Regions from separate parts of the Ovis aries genome. Here region 1 is linked to region 2. The links are chromatin contacts, called in public Hi-C maps. All regions are on one chromosome and are shown on one strand. Each heading gives the region's core, a stretch centred on a gene start, on an enhancer-like site or on the middle of the called end of the contact. The rest is flanking DNA. Distances are from core to core; before and after follow the strand shown. Region 1 overlaps RHOBTB1 (Rho related BTB domain containing 1). Region 2 has its middle 38 kb from the start of CDK1.

Region 1 (4,931 bases), core at 457-2,956, 160 kb before region 2:
TTAAAACTCTTATTTCTATTGTTCTTTAAGATTCTTATTATTTCCTATGAGTTAGAACTTGATTCTAACTTGATTAATTAACTTGATTCATTTTTTTTTAAATATCAGCTCCCCCATTCATTTCCTCAAATCTTTGTACAATGAAATTGCCAAGAAGGTACATCAATGACCTATCTGATGTCCTGAGTTCAGCTGAAAATGAATTCCAGGACAGTTCGTTAGAGACACCATCAACACATATTTCATAAAACATTCGTTTCATTTAGTCTTAAAACATTATTCTACCATTGTGGATATACTGTAAGAATTAAGGTAATGGAAAAATACTGAAAAGAGACTTCCTAATAAATCTATATTCATTCATTCAACAATTTTGAGGCCCTATTATGTACCAAACACTGTTTGAAGCACCTGATACACCAAAATGGAAGCAAAGAATATACTACTTAGGAAAACCACACCAACTAATTCTTATTCAAATATTTTTGAACACCTACAATGTGCAGGCACTATGCTAGGCATATAAGCATGGAAATATCATAATATCAATGATCAGACACACTTGGGTTTAAATCTCAATTACATTCTAGCTTATAAACTGCTGAATAATTTACCCAGAAACTGGGAACAAAAACACACACTTAAAGGACTACTATTAGGCTTGAGAAATTAAATCATCCAAGATACTGGTGATACAAACATGAGCAAAATAAATTCCCTTTTCTCTAGATACTTGAAGTCTAGTAGATAAGATACATAAAACATAAGCATCTTGATATTTTTTATTTGTTGAACAAAGTCAAATCTAATACAGGACAAAATGTGTTACTGTCATACAGTTCTGTTCTACAGAATGGTAAGTTTCTTTATACGCCTCCTAAGATAGTGTCTTTTGAGTAATGGAATACTCAACAAATGTTAAATGGATGAACAAACAGATGTTATGTAAGTGGCTCTTTCACAATATCATCCAAAACTCATGAAATTTTCTCAAGAATATCCACTTCCAAAAAACCTCATTTAGTATTATTTAAATTCTCCTTTAAGAGTTGGAAGTGAAAGTATATTACTTTCTGCTTATAAAGTAGGATTACAAAAGATACTGTCCCTAATTTTTCAAGCTTTATATCGAGACGGTTGAAGGACCCAGGGGTACTTTAAGTTATATCTCCCATGTGGAAATCACAAGCTGATTTTTTGGTCTTCAAATCAGTGACACTTCTTTTGTCTAGAAATAAGGATCAATTTGGCAACTTTGGAAATGTTTGCACATTTTCCTCCATACACACTGACTTTGTGAAAAAAGACGGAAGGAGCCAGGGTTGCAGGTTTCTGGAACACCGAAAGCTGAAAGTATAAACAGTGACTAACATGTTAGTCATAATAAGCAGCTGTTCCTTAACAGGGCAAGAAAAAACAGGTTTAAAATTCCACAGGAACATCAGTATAGACAAAATACAAAACCTTTTATCAGCCGAGAGGGACTCTAAATTGGGTGACCATAAAAGAGCATGTGATGTAAAGATTTGGGGGGGGGATTATACAGCTATCCTTGAAGTAATTTTAATTAGCTTTTCATTAAGCTTTCCTTAATAAAAGTGAGGCAGCAAATGATTTTCCAAGGTCTTAACTTTCTAGCAGGTTGGAGACTTTGCTTATTTTCCATGTGTCCCCTAGAGGGCAGCGGTGGCCCAAAACACAGGAAAGGATTTTCTCTCTCAGCCTCTGGTGATAACCTCCACTCCAGTCTCGTAATCATCTTCCACTGACCTACCTGCTGTATGCAAGCTGGCAGTGGTATGTCTATTTCTGAATACCTAACTAGTAAAAGCATTAAATACTACAAAAGGACCTGCATGAAGTATACTTTTAAAGAGACTGAAAGTACATTATATGAAGATTGTATTTTATGTTTGTATTACTTCACACATACACACACACACACACACACCCTAGTTGGTCCTTTTTATGCATTTTTCATGCATTTTTGGAGTAGAGAAGGGCACGAGACAGTTGGAGGAAAAATAAATTGGGCCAAGGCAAAGAAATCAAAGTTTTTTTCTTTCAGCTGGTTTGAAACAGTCCAGAGTTATTACTGAATGCCTATCCATCCATCCATCCATTCATTCAGGAGTCACCTATTAGGTATTGCATTTGGCAGTGTGTGGAACAAAGAAACTCCTATAAGGAGCTTATAATTAAGAAAGTGATGCTCAATCACATTATCCAGAGAAGGACAACACAGGAGTATACCCAGCTAGCAGCAATGTGCCATAAGAATCTGCTTCTCTGACACATGGATTTCTTTTGAATGCGTATGAACACCTTGCCTGGTCCAACAGAGCCCATAACTTTCTATTTAAAAGGTGATGACCAACCACCTGAAGCTACCTAAATGGGAAAGGAGAGCCTGAGTGTGTGTTTTTCTAATGCTGAGGTTTTCTTTTTTAGTTAATGCTGCTTGTTTAAATATTTTATTCTGCTCATAGACATTTTTATGCAAAGGGTGCAGCTTTCAAAAGAGCCTTTTTGTAAGACTGCCCTAAAAGCCTCTTGTCATGCTTGTGAATTTATCTTCTGGAAGATAACAATCTTTTTTTTTAATTGTATTTGGATTATTTGCTAATTAAACCTCTCTATTCACTTTCATTTTATAAAACTGGGAGCAAGATGTGTGTAAAGAAAAAGATTAACAAATGCCAGAATTGTAATTCAGTAAATATTTGCTGAGCCATTTGGGTTTTTTTGTATGGAGCAGTGGGTAACAAAAAACGGTCTACCTGTATGACAGTGAGTGGCTGAGGACATTCCTGCCATTCAAGCCAAATAGTGTGGTTTATGTGGTTGCTTGTTTACACAGGCTGCTTTGGCTGAAAACTACATGTATTTGCAATACTTTCTGGGGGACTTCTGCCATCACATTTGTATCCATGGTCTGCACTACAATCAAAGACCTTGAGACATTAGAAAACAGACTTCCAATCCTAACGATATGCCTGACGGTCTAACTAGCCATTTATGATGGTCCAATCCTAGATTAGGAATGATGTATTTGTTTAAATACACAGAAATTGGTGGGCAGTTTAAGTGATACTGCCCTGCAGAGGTCAAGTAACAGAATCATAGTATTGTCAGCATATAGGTTATGCTCAGGATGCCAGGACCAAGCCAGGAAGGGGACAAAATTGTTACAAATGGACCAGAAACCATAGTGTTTTTTAAATTATTTCTATTTGGCCATAATGGACCAAGCCATTGGTTATTTCCAGGGCTACAAAGAATAATATTAAATCTGTATCAAAGGACAGATAAGCATCTAAGTATTTGTCAAGTGGAAAGCTTCCTTAGAACAAAACAGAAAATTAGGATTGCAAAAGACCTAGACATTTACACTAGATATTTTATGAGGGGAAAAAAATACACTATGTAATTTGCTTCTTCCTGAGGATGTGGAAATTTCCCCTGAAGGGTAGAAAACAGTGTTTGTAGAAAGAGTATGTTTAAAAGCCAATTTGGCCTCCTGACTTTGTTTTGCATTTGTGGATTGAGATAAGCCTATGAAATTATGAAATGTCTGCTGTTAAATGTTAATCATTCTTCTATCCCCTACCACTTCTGTGTTCTTATATTTAAAAGGAAAATATAACCAGTTGCGCATATTTTGATATATTATCTGTTATAGAAAAGTGCCTCTTTTTCTGTTGAGAAGGGTTATTTTGAAGGTCAGAGATAGGTGATTTTAATATCAGTTCCAACAAGAGCTGCAGAGATCACTAACTGCATATAATTCATCAGCAGATGTTTTCAACCACGTGGCTCATTTTGAAAGTTTCTACTCAGGACAGTCCTAGCACTGGGTCTCAGGAAGAGAAAAAAATGGCCACCTCCTTTAAAAATATAAACAACCATTACATTTAATAGCACTGTAATACCTATCTGACTTAGAATTTACAGCTTTATTAAAAGCACTTCTGGGGGTTATGAACTGGGAGATTGGGCTTGACATATATACACCACTGATATATATAAAACAGATAACTAATAAGACTTCTATAGAGCTCAGGGAACTCAGTGCTCCGTGGTGACCTAAATGGGAAGGAAATACCCCAAAAAAAGAGGGGATATATGTATACATACAGCTGATTTACTTTGCTGTACAGTAAAAAACTAACATAATATTATAAAGCAACTATACTGTATAAATACAGACTCCACCATCTGACTCTCAACACTGCGGCCATGATGAAGACCGCATCTTCCCAAGGCAATAATAATAATTTCAAAGGTATTAGAGGTGGGGAGTTGGGGGTAGCTAAGCTTCCAGCCCTTCCCAGGAGGCCACAGAGCACGCAGTCCCGCTGTAGTCACTGGAAATTCTTCATGACGTGGGCTGCGACCGCCCATAAATAAGAAAGTGTCTGATGGACGATGGGGACATGGTCCAGAATACTAACATCACATAAAGCTCTCTCATGAGTATGTCCAGTTTGAATATTTGGTCTAACTGAATAGTTCAAACTCAGAAAGATTCTGTGAATATGACTTTCGGAAAAAAGCAGTCCTTTATTTGATACAATATGTTATGTTACAAATGCAGATCATTAAATGTCCTGTTCTCTAAGCAGGGTACTTTGTCCTCTGAACAGCTTATTTACAACCGGTGAAAGTCACATGCCTGACTGTAGACATCAGACTCTGTTTGGATTACTTACATAAACATACTATTTGATTAAATTCAGCACCATAATCAATAGGGGGTTCTGGTATCTCATTAATTACATTCTATGGAAACTGTATGGACGCATCATTTAATTAGATTTCTCACTTAGTACTTATCTGAGTATAGGAAATGTCATCATAGTTTTTTTACACATGGTAATGAAATCACTGGTACATTACCAAGATTAAATCATGAAAGAGTATCTATCCTT
Region 2 (5,431 bases), core at 1,919-4,418:
CAGTTAAGCCCAGTTAACTATCCTACGTCCCATTCTAGACTGCAGGGATACAAGGAGATCTAGGGTCAATCCTTATTCTCCAGGATATATCCATTTATGTGGAAAGAAAAGGCATTAAGTCAGAGAGTGGTTACCCTTGCATGGCAAACTGACTAAAGGAGCATGAAAGGGCTTCTGGGAGCCTGTAGTGTCATTTCTTGCCCTGGTGCTGGCTACAATAGTGTGTGAAACAGTTTGGAAAAGTTCATCACTGTACACTTGTAATTTATGCACTTTTGTCAGTGGGTACTATATTTTGAAAAAGACCAAAGAGAGCATAAAGTCAGGGCTCTAGGAAATGTCAAGAGAGGCCATAAGGCAGTCTCTCCCACAGCGCTGAATGTCTAGGCCATTTCTTAGCCTTCTCACTAACTACCTGACTAACAAAGGGCTGTGAGGTAGGAGGTAAAGAAGTGAGGATTTTCCAGGGTCTTTCCTATCAAAATTCCCAAAGAATTCAGTTCGGCTGTAAAGCAGAAATGAACAGACATTTTAAAGTAACATTTAAAATGTTGCCAATAAGGATTAACTCCTCTCCCCAAAGAAATCTGTTAATATTATGACATAAACTTTGAAAATCCTAGGCTAAACAAATTTTGATCCCTTTTTGACTGCAGGACTTACCAGAGCCTTTAATATATTAACATGAAATGTAAGACTATCCCTGGGTCAGGAAGCTACCCTGGAGCAGGAGATGGCAACCCACTCCAGTATTCTTGCCTGGAAAATTCCATGGACACAAGAGCCTGGCGGGCTACAGTCCATGGGGTCATAAAGAGTAGGATACGACCGAGTGACTGAGTACACGTGCACACACAATGTTCAGCCGCTCAGTCGTGTCCATCTCTTTGCGACCCCATGGACTGCAGCACGCCAGGCCTCCCCGTCCATCAGCAACTCCTGGAGCTTGCTCAAGCTCATGTCCATCAAGTCAGTGATGCCATCCAGCCATCTCATCCTCTGTCATGCCCTTCTCCTCCCTCCTTCAATCTTTCCCAGCATCAGGGTATTTTCCAATGAGTCAGTTCTTCACATCAGGTGGCCAAAATATTGGAGTTTCAGCTTCAGCATCAGTCCTTCCAACGAATATTCAGGACTGATTTCCTTTAGGATGGACTGGTTGGATCTCCTTGCAGTCCAAGGGACTCCCCACTGCCACAGTTCAAAAGTATTAATTCTTTGGCACTCAGCTTTCTTTATAGTCCAACTCTCACATCCATACACAACTACTGGAAAAACCATAGCTTTGACTAGACATACCTTTGTTGGCAAAGTAATGTCTCTGCTTTTTAATATGCTGTCTAGGTTGGTCATAGCTTTTCTTCCAAGGAGCAAGCGTCTTTTAATTTCATGGCTGCAGTCACCATCTGCACTGATTTTGGAGCCCAAGGAAATAAAGTCTGTCACTGTTTCCATTGTTTTCCCATCTATTTGCCATGAAGTGATGGGACCAGATGCCATGATCTTAGTTTTTTGAAGATTGAGTTTTAAGCCAACTTTTTCACTCTCCTCTTTCACTTTCATCAAGAGGATCTTTAGTCCCCCTCTTGTGCACATGCAAGAGGGAGATATATTTTGCTTTTTTTCACAGACTTATTTTACTATGGAATACTTTATTTGTATTCTTAAGACTTTCATGATTAATGTTCTAAGGGACAAATTTTGGGAAGTGCTATTGTAGAATCCTAATTCATAGATCCATTTCACCCAAAGATTGTGCAGACTGATGTTTCAAAGTATTCCCTGAGGCCTGTCTAGGTTACTCTCACTGTCCCTCCACAAGCCATAAGTGTTGCTTCAAGTGACCAAATAAAATATCCCATAACCTAAATGTCTGGATGGGGGGCCGAAGACAGCTGGAGAACAGAGAAGGATTGGAGAGCAAAGAGAAAGAATTACAATGACTTGAGCTCCAGATTATCCTGAAGAGTCATAAGAGTATTTTGGTTGAACAAAATGATCATTTACTATGAAGATGCAGCGTGTTTTCTCATTAAAAAAAAAAAAAAGGAAAAAAGGGTGGACTCTGGACTCAAGGACAAGATGGAACTGGAATCCTGGATGCCACCAAGGCTTCCTCTCTGTCAGTGGTCCTCAGGATCCCCTTCATCATTCTCTCTCTCTGTAGACTTCTGATTTTGCTTCTTGGCTGGCAAGATAAAAAATATGGTGACCAACATTTCCAGAGTTTGTCTGTCATTGTCCAGTCATTAGGAAAAAGGGTCAACTGACTTAATCCCAAATTCTTAAGAAAGAGATATTGGTCAGGTTGCTAGCTACTGGTGAGAACACTGGATGGGTCACAGAATATGCCAGTCATACAGTGATTGTGGGGTATAAGGGTACAGTATGGTTGCCCATATACAGGTGTGGAGCTGGGCAGACCACCTAAAAGATGGCTGTTCGAATACAAGATGTGTTCTGGGTACAGCTGGTTTTTAAAAGCACTTTCTCGCTTTCTATAAATAAATAAACAGGATTTTTTTTTTTATGATTTTCAGTTCTTCAGAATCATGATCCAAAGCAGTGGCTCTCCTCTGCTGACCTGTAGATGTGTCCTATGGAGGGGATGCTACAGTCTGTGCTAGCCATTTCTGAAAACCATTTCAGCCGAGAAACATTTGAGATTGCATTTTTAAAAAAATGATTTGTTTCTTTCCTCTAAAATCTGAGTCCATGGAGGGAAATTTGGTTAATTAACAATATTTGTTTTGAGAAACTGGTTATTTAAAGCTTCACTGGGCGGAATTTCAGTTGTTTTAGACTATTACATCCTCCATATTTAATGCCATCGTTTCGAAAATGGATTGACTTCAGAAGTACTTTTCTCTTGCTTTGGAGATTTTGCACATTGGCCCAAATGGGTTTTTATTTTCCATTTTAATTTATACAGTATAAATACAATGCTGGACTTCTTCGGAGTTAACAGTTTCACTGTGCAGATGTTTCTTGAAAGCCTTTTCAATTCATGCACTGGTTTAAAAAAAGTTTTTTTTTTTATTAGCCTGGCAGGCAGCCAGAAAAAAGAAAATTCCATTTTGCATAAACTGTAAGATTTTCTTCCTTGTTCTTTCCCTACCCCCAGCCAGCTACAGGATTATTAGGATTAAAGATGCCATAGTGACATCTTGTGGTCAACTGCCAGAGACACAGCCAAAAGCGGTGGGATGACAAAAGTGATCTAGTTCATTCTCCCACAAGTATTTCTTGATTTATGTTATTTGCTTTTTATTTACCAGTTGGCTGAAATCACTCTAGAGTTCCAGGCTGTTTTGCTCTATGGGAACTACTCAAATTTACCCCATAGAAAGGATAAACATGCTGTGTTCTGGAAAGGAAAAGAAGGACATAACTTTTGTTTTGCCTTTTTGTTGGACTCTCTCCTGCAAACAGTATTGCACAAGCTACTCAGTAATAACTCTGAAAAATACTGAAATCTTTTCACTAAAAACAGACAAGGAACAGTGATTCTAAATGAGCTCTCATTCTTTATAATTCTAAGCTTTTAGCAACTAACAGATTGTTTATTTAGCTTGTTTAGTATTTAGATGAAATGTATAAATAATAACCCTGCAAACTTTATTTCTTCACCCAAACTAGTATCAGTTCAGTTCAGTTCAGTTCAGTTGCTCAGTCGTGTCTGACTCTTTGCGACCCCATGAATCGCAGCACGCCAGGCCTCCCGTTCCATCACCAACTCCCGGAGTTCACTCAGACTCACGTCCATCGAGTCCGTGATGCCATCCAGCCATCTCATCCTCTATCATCCCCCTTTCCTCCTGCCCCCAATCCCTCCCAGCATAACAGTCTTTTCCAATGAGTCAACTCTTCACATGAGGTGGCCAAAATACTGGAGTTTCAGCTTTAGCATCATTCCTTCCAAAGAAATCCCAGGGCTGATCTCCTTCAGAATGGACTGGTTGGATCTCCTTGCAGTCCAAGGGACTCTCAAGAGTCTTCTCCAACACCACAGTTCAAAAGCATCAATTCTTCGGTGCTCAGCTTTCTTCACAGTCCAACTCTCACATCCATACATGACTACTGGAAAAACCATAGCCTGGACTAGACGGATCTTTGTTGGCAAAGTAATGTCTCTGCTTTTGAATATGCTATCTAGGTTGGTCATAACTTTCCTTCCAAGGAGTAAGCGTCTTTTAATTTCATGGCTGCAATCACCATCTGCAGTGATTTTGGAGCCCAAAAAAATGAAGCCTGACACTGTTTCCTCTGTTTCCCCATCTATTTGCCATGAAGTGATGGAACTAGATGCTATGATCTTCGTTTTCTGAATGTTGAGCTTTAAGCCAACTTTTTCACTCTCCTCTTTCACTTTCATCAAGAGGCTTTTTAGTTCCTCTTCACTTTCTGCCATAAGGGTGGTGTCATCTGCATACCTGAGGTTATTGATATTTCTCCCAGCAATCTTGATTCCAGCTTGTGCTTCTTCCAGCCCAGTGTTTCTCATGATGTATTCTGCATAGAAGTTAAATAAGCAGGGTGACAATATACAGCCTTAACATACTCCTTTTCCTATTTGGAACCAGTCTGTTGTTCCATGTCCAGTTCTAACTGTTGCTTCTTAACCGGCATATAGGTTTCTCAAGAGGCAGTTCAGGTGGTCTGGTACTCCCATCTCTTTCAAAAGTTTCCACAGTTTATTGTGATCCACACAGTCAAAGGCTTTGGCATAGTCAATAAAGCAGAAGTAGATGTTTTTCTGGAACTCTCTTGCTTTTTCGATGATCCAGCGGATACTGGCAATTTGTTCTCTGGTTCCTCTGCCTTTTCTAAAACCACCTTGAACATCTGGAAGTTCACGGTTCACTTATTGCTGAAGCCTGGCTAGGAGAATTTTGAGCATTACTTTACTAGCGTGTGAGATGAGTGCAATTGTGCGGTAGTTTGAGCATTCTTTGGCATTGCCTTTCTTTGGGATTGGAATGAAAACTGACCTTTTCCAGTCCTGTGGCCTGACTAGTGTCAATGGAGATTAAAAACCTGCTTGCATAATTCTTGATTTTTAAAAAATAAATATAGTAAATAATATATAACAATAAAAAATATTATTGGAAGCTTTGTAAAATATACAAAAAAGATATGATATAGTGTTAAAAAAGCACAACACCAAATTATATATCAGCTGTGATCCTATATGCACACCAGTGTGACAATCTATACAGTGTAGAAGTCTACACAAGTATGGATGCAAATGTCAATATCAAGGCCTACATGGAGAAGGGTGTAGACACAGAAATAAGCCCAGAAAAAACACTGATACTAATAAGCATTTTCTGTTTCATTATACTATTGTTGTTGCTGTTCAGTCTCTAAGTTGTGTCCAAATATTTGAGGCCGTATGGACTGCAGCAAGACAGGCTTCTCTGTCCTCCAC

What was found. A called contact is a pair of places that touch in the nucleus more often than the background predicts.
Region 1: a Hi-C map of liver shows a contact between it and region 2, with 5 times the contacts expected there. The contact joins two enhancer-like sites. A contact is called at or near these places in 9 of 16 Hi-C or Micro-C datasets (hypothalamus, liver, mesenteric adipose tissue and 5 more).

Annotation. Positions count from the first base shown.
Region 1 is chr25:16,009,291-16,014,221 of ARS-UI_Ramb_v3.0, reverse strand. All of the region lies in intron 4 of RHOBTB1 (Rho related BTB domain containing 1), which reads left to right. Among named protein-coding and RNA genes, the nearest start is that of RHOBTB1, 42 kb to the left of the region's middle. Within about 2 kb of position 1,706, at least 7 of the 54 cell types and tissues checked have an H3K27ac peak or open chromatin away from gene starts, as enhancers often do. A contact at or near this core is called in liver, where this site is marked.
Region 2 is chr25:15,851,543-15,856,973 of ARS-UI_Ramb_v3.0, reverse strand. It overlaps the pseudogene LOC101121063. Among named protein-coding and RNA genes, the nearest start is that of CDK1, 38 kb to the right of the region's middle. Within about 2 kb of position 3,168, at least 2 of the 54 cell types and tissues checked have an H3K27ac peak or open chromatin away from gene starts, as enhancers often do. A contact at or near this core is called in liver, where this site is marked.